2 separate regions of the Gasterosteus aculeatus genome follow, and region 1 is linked to region 2. Evidence: chromatin contacts called from public Hi-C data. All regions are on one chromosome and are shown on one strand. Each heading gives the region's core, a stretch centred on a gene start, on an enhancer-like site or on the middle of the called end of the contact. The rest is flanking DNA. Distances are from core to core; before and after follow the strand shown. Region 1 holds the start of LOC120819579 (transcription factor Sox-9-B). Region 2 has its middle 31 kb from the start of LOC120819580.

The links. Hi-C and Micro-C count contacts between places; a contact is called where the count stands out from the background.
Region 1: a Hi-C map of skeletal muscle shows a contact between it and region 2, with 4 times the contacts expected there. The contact joins the promoter of LOC120819579 here to the enhancer-like site in region 2. A contact is called at or near these places in 2 of 6 Hi-C or Micro-C datasets (both in skeletal muscle).

The regions. Positions count from the first base shown.
Region 1 is chr5:5,231,905-5,235,463 of fGasAcu3.hap1.1, forward strand. It overlaps LOC120819579 (transcription factor Sox-9-B), which reads left to right and starts at 1,854. Exons shown (of 3, transcript XM_040177121.2): 1 at 1,854-2,688; 2 at 2,888-3,138; 3 at 3,322-3,559. The coding sequence starts at 2,261.
Region 2 is chr5:5,175,420-5,179,200 of fGasAcu3.hap1.1, forward strand. No RefSeq gene overlaps it. Among protein-coding and RNA genes, the nearest start is that of LOC120819580, 31 kb to the right of the region's middle. Within about 2 kb of position 1,797, at least 1 of the 9 cell types and tissues checked has open chromatin away from gene starts, as enhancers often do.

The sequences.
Region 1 (3,559 bases), core at 604-3,103, 57 kb after region 2:
TGTGATTCAGAGTTCAAGCAGTGAATACAAACAAGCAACATAATGCAGAGAAAGAAAAAGGGTTTTATCTGTTGATGGGTGGGGGGAGGTAGAGAGGGGATCCGTGTATTTAGCTCCGGAGCAGCCGAGCAGGCGGAGCGGTGAAAATAGCTCCACGTGACATCTGTGAGCTATTAAAAGCAACTTCAGGTAGCACACGTTGTCCACATTAGGCTGAACTGAGATTTACATTTCCACATCTCCACAAAGCATAATAAACAATCAGAAGGGGGCGTGTGCAGGCAGGTTAGCATCAGAGAGCAGAGCTCTTCACCTCACTGGGATTGGAGAGTCGCACTGTGTTCGGGTGAAGAGGGAGGACAAAGGGGCCGTGTGTGTGTCGGTGTGTTCAGAGAGGTGAAAATACACTCATTGATGACGCACATTAATACAGCTGTCAGTACCAAGTAGCACATTTACTCAAGTATTATGCTCGTGTACAATTTGAAGGTGCATGTACTCGACTACCTCTATCTGTTGCAACTTCTACATTTTGGAGGGACATATTGCATGTACCACTCCAATACATTTAAACAGCAAAAGTTATATCTACTGGTTAGTTTGCATTTTAAGATTTTTTTAATTCCAAGTAGAAATATTATGTATTTTACCAGATTACACTACCAAAAGTTTGTAAAGTATTTAAAATGACCTGCGACACTAAAAGGCCTAAAAAAAAGTCAAAAAAATCACAACATTGCCCTGAGTCACATCTTTCCTAATTCACTGTCTTTGGAGCAGTTCCCCACTTGTTGAGGACATCCCACATTTGGGCATTAGCGCTCTTATGTTTTATTCAGATGTGGGAGACTTTTTCGTCTTATTTTAGAAATGTCTCACACCATGGGTTTAAACTTTTGAAATAGGTGAAGTTTTGGAATGCAGAACCTTTGCTATAGTGAAAGGCCTCGCTGCTCCTCTGCCACTGGTTATATGCTGAAAATGTGTTGTGCGTTCTTTTGCAAAGTTAACAAAAATAGTAGGATACCAGTAAAACATTTAATCAAATGTTTGCCTCTGTATGATACCTTGAAAAAAATGTCCCAAATTGCACAAAAATCGCTGTTCACCGGGTCGCTGCTCTGCTGCTGGAAATCAAATGAGCGATATGAATCAGGAGCTGGTTTTAGACGCCAGCTGTTGCTCTGCAGCAGTCTGCTCGAGCTGGAGCTCCCTCTCCCCCCCTCCCCCCCACACGTCCACCCTCAGCCTTTGCCTACTCTCAGCAAGGGAAGGGGGAAAACTTTCCGTGTTCCTAGACTGCTGTCTCCCCCTATTGACCACAGGGGGTAACTGTATAGAGCCGGCATGGAGAGGGACATTTTAAAACAGAAGAAAATTAAATTAAATGTAGCAATATTAAGTGTTTTTGGCTGTTTATGATGCAGAATAACGAAAATTGCATTGGCTCTATGATATCGTTTTCTCTCGGGCTTAATTATACTTATCATGCTTTAGCAACTAATTTGTATTTCATTATTTCCCCTCGTAAAAACAAAAAAGTTGTTCCCTCTATAAAAGTAGAAGACGCATTAATTAATGTATTCCGTTCGTCTGATTAAATTGCAGTTGTAAAAATGTTTCACCATAAAGCGTTGTTATAATCTATTGGAAAATCAAGCCGGATTAAGCTCTATGCATACTGACTGGCTCGTGTGTGCGTGTGTGCGTGTTTTAGGGAAAGTGTGTGTTTTGTGTGCTGGTTAGTGGTGGGGGAAAAAGCGGTATCGAATTCCTTCAGTTTGGCGTCACGTTCTGTTATCCAATCAGATCTGGGCTTTCCTGTGCGGCATGGCAGCGGTCTTATAAAGATCCCATGCGTGAGGTTTGCAGTTCAAAGCACTCACACGTTCTGGGGATTGTACTTGGAGACCAGAGAGGAGCACTTTACCGTTTCATCCTACCGAGTTAAGAGTGAACTCTAACCAGCTGGCTTGTTCTTTTTGTTTTTACCCTTTTTAAGTGCGGGCCGGCTCGCAGAAAACCCACTCCTCCTCGGAGTCCATCGGACACCCGTGCGTAAAGACACTCTCGCTCCAAATCGGTTTTACGCACCGGAGCGAAAGATAACCAGTCGTCGTTTTTCGGTGCGGTTCTCTAAGTTAAAAGATCAAAGTTGTACAGGAAAAAGGTGGTCCATTTAGGGACGTTTTACCTCTCACGAGAGAGCAGTAGAAACTCCTTCGTTTCAAGCGTAATTTGGCACCACACAGTTTTTCGTATGAATCTCCTCGACCCTTACCTGAAGATGACGGAGGAACAAGACAAGTGTCTCTCCGACGCCCCGAGCCCGAGCATGTCCGAGGACTCCGCGGGATCTCCGTGCCCGTCCGGCTCGGGCTCCGACACAGAGAACACCCGGCCATCTGAGAACGGGCTACTCGGTCTAGATGGAGAGTTTAAGAAGGATGAGGACGATAAATTTCCCGCTTGCATCCGCGAGGCAGTGTCCCAGGTGCTCAAGGGCTACGACTGGACTCTTGTGCCTATGCCAGTGCGCGTTAACGGGTCCTCTAAGAACAAGCCTCACGTGAAAAGACCGATGAATGCTTTCATGGTGTGGGCTCAGGCTGCGCGCAGGAAGCTGGCTGATCAGTATCCTCACCTGCACAACGCAGAGCTCAGCAAAACTCTGGGGAAACTCTGGAGGTAAGTGTGCACGCTGCGCTATTCAGCTGTAACACACACATTACGATGGAAGGAGAGTTGTTGGTGTCTTATTATATCGACCTCCGTTGTATCTGCACACCAAATCGTCTGTATAATGTCGAGCAATGACACATAAAGTACAAGTAGATGGCAGTTTGTTTAATCCATGAATTCATATGTTGGTGCTTTTTACGCGCAGACTTCTGAATGAAGGGGAGAAGCGGCCGTTTGTGGAGGAAGCCGAACGGCTCCGGGTGCAGCACAAGAAGGACCACCCCGACTACAAATACCAGCCCCGGCGGAGGAAGTCCGTCAAGAACGGCCAGAGCGAGTCGGAGGACGGCAGTGAGCAGACGCACATTTCCCCCAATGCCATCTTCAAAGCTCTCCAGCAGGCGGACTCCCCAGCCTCCAGCATGGGAGAGGTGCACTCACCGGGTGAGCACTCAGGTGAGCAGGAATAGCGCGTTTTTAAATGCCTTGCTCCGTCTTTTCTCTAAAGGATATTTCCATATGTTTAAAAAAATCTTAAAAAGGTAAATAATGTATTATCATATCAGTTGCTTTAAAATGACTAAAACTGAATGAACATAGAGAGCAGTATCTAATGTGTCATGTTTCCTTCACTTTCAGGCTCCCAGGGCCCCCCTACTCCTCCCACCACCCCAAAGACTGATGTCAGCTCGGGCAAGATGGACCTAAAGCGAGAGGGTGGCATCCGCTCCCTGTCCGACGGCACCGGCGGCCGCCAGCTCAACATCGACTTCCGCGACGTGGACATCGGCGAGCTGAGCAGCGACGTCATCTCCCACATCGAGACCTTCGACGTCAACGAGTTCGACCAGTACCTTCCGCCCAACGGGCACCCCGG
Region 2 (3,781 bases), core at 547-3,046:
GTGGGCATGGAGTACAGGGGCAGAGTCTTAGGTGGTGAGCGGTGAGATCTATATGGCTGGGGGAAGGAGAGCATAGACACTGAGCAACAAGAAGTCATGTGATGAGGGAGAAAGTCCCATACGGGTGCTTTTAAAAACTCTCCGGCTTGGCTAGTCTGAGTGAAATTGATACCCTGGTTCACTTAGTCTTGTTTGGTTTCACAGTGCCCAAATTAAAGTAGACCAAACAACAAAATGAAATATTTCAGAATGGGCGTCTGAGAAGAGGGTTTTTTCACTTTGATTTGCCACTAATTGGTACTCAGTCCACAATTTGATTTCACTTCTGCCCTGCTCATGTTAACCTGCCGTTGTCCTATGTCCATCAAAAAAACAAACAGTCACTAAAGAGTGTGCATATTTGAGTATGCCGTTTGGGGGGACTGCTAAGACAAACAAAACATAAATCATAATAGTTCTAGCCTAACCCAAACCCACTACCAGCCTGTCAAAGAGCGGAAAAGGTCTGGATCCTAAATGACGTATAGAAAGTGCAGAGAAATGATAATACCTTAGTTACACTCAATTTTACTTACCAGAGCCCATAGTGTCTTTTAAACAAGCTGAATGTGTTTTCTTCGTCATTAAGGCATTTTAAAGCAGCACAGTTTGTCCTCTTTGACGTCGTCGTTAGCGCATTGCGTGGTTGTGTTACTGTAACCACTTGATCAGTTGAACAGCGGGACATCAATGGTGAGACTCTGTTTTGATTCCTGTGGGCAAGGCAAACAAAACGGGGTCAAAGAAATAGCTCCATAGTGCTACAAAAGGTCTGACACAGGAAACCATGCTTTCATCGGATCACTTGACTTTTATTTTCATGTAACGGACAAAATAATCAAAACCTCATCAATCTAAATCCTGTCGAGATAAAGCTAGGCAGAGTGAAAAAGGGACATACGGAGTGAGTGTTTCGTACACAGCCCGGAAAGATGTATTATGTCTGTATCTGCTTTGCCGGTCTGTCTGTCGGTGTGTGCCAGGAGGCAGAAACAAGCGTCACACGCAGGGGAACATGTGGATCGGAGCCCCAGCTGTTCCTTCAGCCCTGTATTTTTCTAGTGACCCAACCTGAAATAGCACCACTGTGGCAGTTCATTTATTATAGTCAAGCCTCCCGTTTCTGTCTGTACGTATGTATGTGTCACACACACATGGGAGGAGGTGTTTCCCCACCCCTTTAAATACAAGCGTCAGGATTCCCTGTTCTATTTTGGGCTGTGCTCTGACCTGCACTCTTTGGCTGAACATTGAGTCTTGTTTTGTCCCAGTGACAGATACTTTCTAAATTTGAAATGCATTCATATTGGCTAATAATATCTCCACTTAGTTCAATAGTTAATTTATACTATATTATAACCTTGGAACATCAATATGAACAATCTTCAATTTTTGGACCACCCCCCCCCTACTACTGAAGAAATCTATTGTCTTTGTCTTACTGGCTGTGGTAAGATTTATTTTTACATGGTACAACTTCATCATTCCAGTGCGATTACAACCCTGGAGGTGACAGGCAGTAAAAACACTTATTTTCTCTTAATCCTTGGCACGTCCCTTAATTTTTACTCCTAAAGCAGTTAAATATGATATACTTTCTTTCATGGATCTTTGATGGCAGGACTTAAATATAGGACTTATTCCATAAGGACACAAAGAATATTGTTTAACCCACCCTCTCGCTCTCTGTATGGGAGTCCATGCAGTCTCGTGGCATAAGCGTTCCAATGATTTGTTTAATGAAGTGCCAAAGTGCAGTTGGTCATGCTTCCTCTCAGCACAGATACACTGTGACACATGGGATATGCTCGGGTTCATCTCAGGAAGGCCTGGGCTGCGGTGAGCCACCGTGGGAATAACAACCCGATTCCGAGCAACAATATTTACTACACAACCGAGTTCGCAGAAAGTGTAATTATCCATATTGATGAAGGGTTGGCGGTGCGATGCATCATCCTGGTGGAAACGAGTTTGTGTAACATCCAGGGCGCAAAAGAAAATATCCAAACGTACATTTGTTTGTTTTTCTGGGAAGGGAACGTTGACGGTCGCGCACGCAGGGTACACTACACAGGACAGCTTGTAAAAGTTTGTTCCCTGTTGTTGATTTGATTTTTTCATTTTTTTCCTTAACTGGTGTTCTTTTATGACTTCCATGTTGTGTGATAAATCACAGCATCAGAGTGGGGACAGTTTCATGGCATCATTCACGCTACATTTCCAACTGTAGGCCAGTTTTTGATTAGGGCAGTAAATCTCCTCTACCTTTACACACACACACACGCACACACACACACACACACAATACATACCTAGTGAAATGTTAAGCATGAATATTGTGGTCTTACTGCTTATATCCAAGTGTTAGTTTCTTTAAAGAGGACATTTTATAAAAATTACAAAAAAAAATTGATAGGTCTTCTCCACGTTAACGTGGCTGTCAGGCACGCCCAAACGCTGGAAAAAAACGACCTGCACCTTTTTAAATAAAAACAACTTTGGCAGTTCCGGGGTTTGCCGACGTCAGCCGACCAAGTGGGAGTCTCCCTTAAATCTTCTTGGCCCTCCCCCCACCACATCCCCACCCCGGGCTGAGAAAGCACAAGAACAGAATGGATTACAGTCAGTGTGTTTACATGATGGTATAATTCGAATCTTTGCTTAGTTGGACTATGCTATCTTTCGGGGCAAGTGCTATTATCCCAATATACATGGCAGTGAATAAATCGAATCCTTGGCCGAAAGCATGTCATATCCGATACGATAGTTGGCGCTGTTTTCATTACAACTAGTTGTGATACAGCCATTTCCGCTTGACCTCTTCACCACTACCAACAACAACCAACAACAACAACATCAACATTACGAGAAAGATGGCGAATGGAGAGCAAGGTGAAGCTACATCCTTCTACTATTTTTGCATAATGTTAATAGGAGTACAGCGAATGCAAATGGCGCTATTGGCTGATTTGATAACGGAGAGAAGATGCCGTCGGGATCTCAAGCATGCGCAAAGACGCAAAGTCCAGTTCCTTATCCAATTCACCGTTACATGCCGCAATAGTCGAACTATCAACTGGATCGGATCGAGTTATCCAGGGGTGTTAGTCGGATCGTACTCGGACCGCACATAGTCGAAAAAAAGGTGTTTACATGAAACGGATAATTTGATTTCAGTCCGACCAAGCCAGTTATTAGTTATTCGAATCCATGTAACCACGCTGAGTGTTTCCCTGAGTGGTTCACAGCTTTGTGGCCGCTGGGGACTGGTTACGCGGACGGACCGGGGTGGAGGTGCGCAATGGTCGACTTCTTCCGGCGCGCACTCTCTGTCCGCTGTGTGTGCATGCGCACGTCCGTGTTCCCATCGTTACGGAACTCCCTCGTGCGTAGAGATTGGTGGCTAATTGTAAATGGACGGGGTGCCGGTACCGTACAGTGGTGGGGGAAACCCTAGATTCATTTAATATATGAAGATCATGTCACGGCTAGAATTGGAAAAAAGAAGCTGTGCGGGTGGCATGCGGATGGCGGGGGGGATGGGTTGAGACCCCAAACGGGTCGTTTTGAGCAGAGCTGTTTAAGCAAGTTTAAAGAGTGCCGTTAATATTGATCCTTGTGGTATTTTGAATTAGATAATTCATTCCGCCCACAAAGAATCATATCATCTTGTGGTAAAAGGGCATAATATGGCTCCTTTAAGGGATGGAACTGTGCTGCTTGCAAAAACTTTACCTTTTGT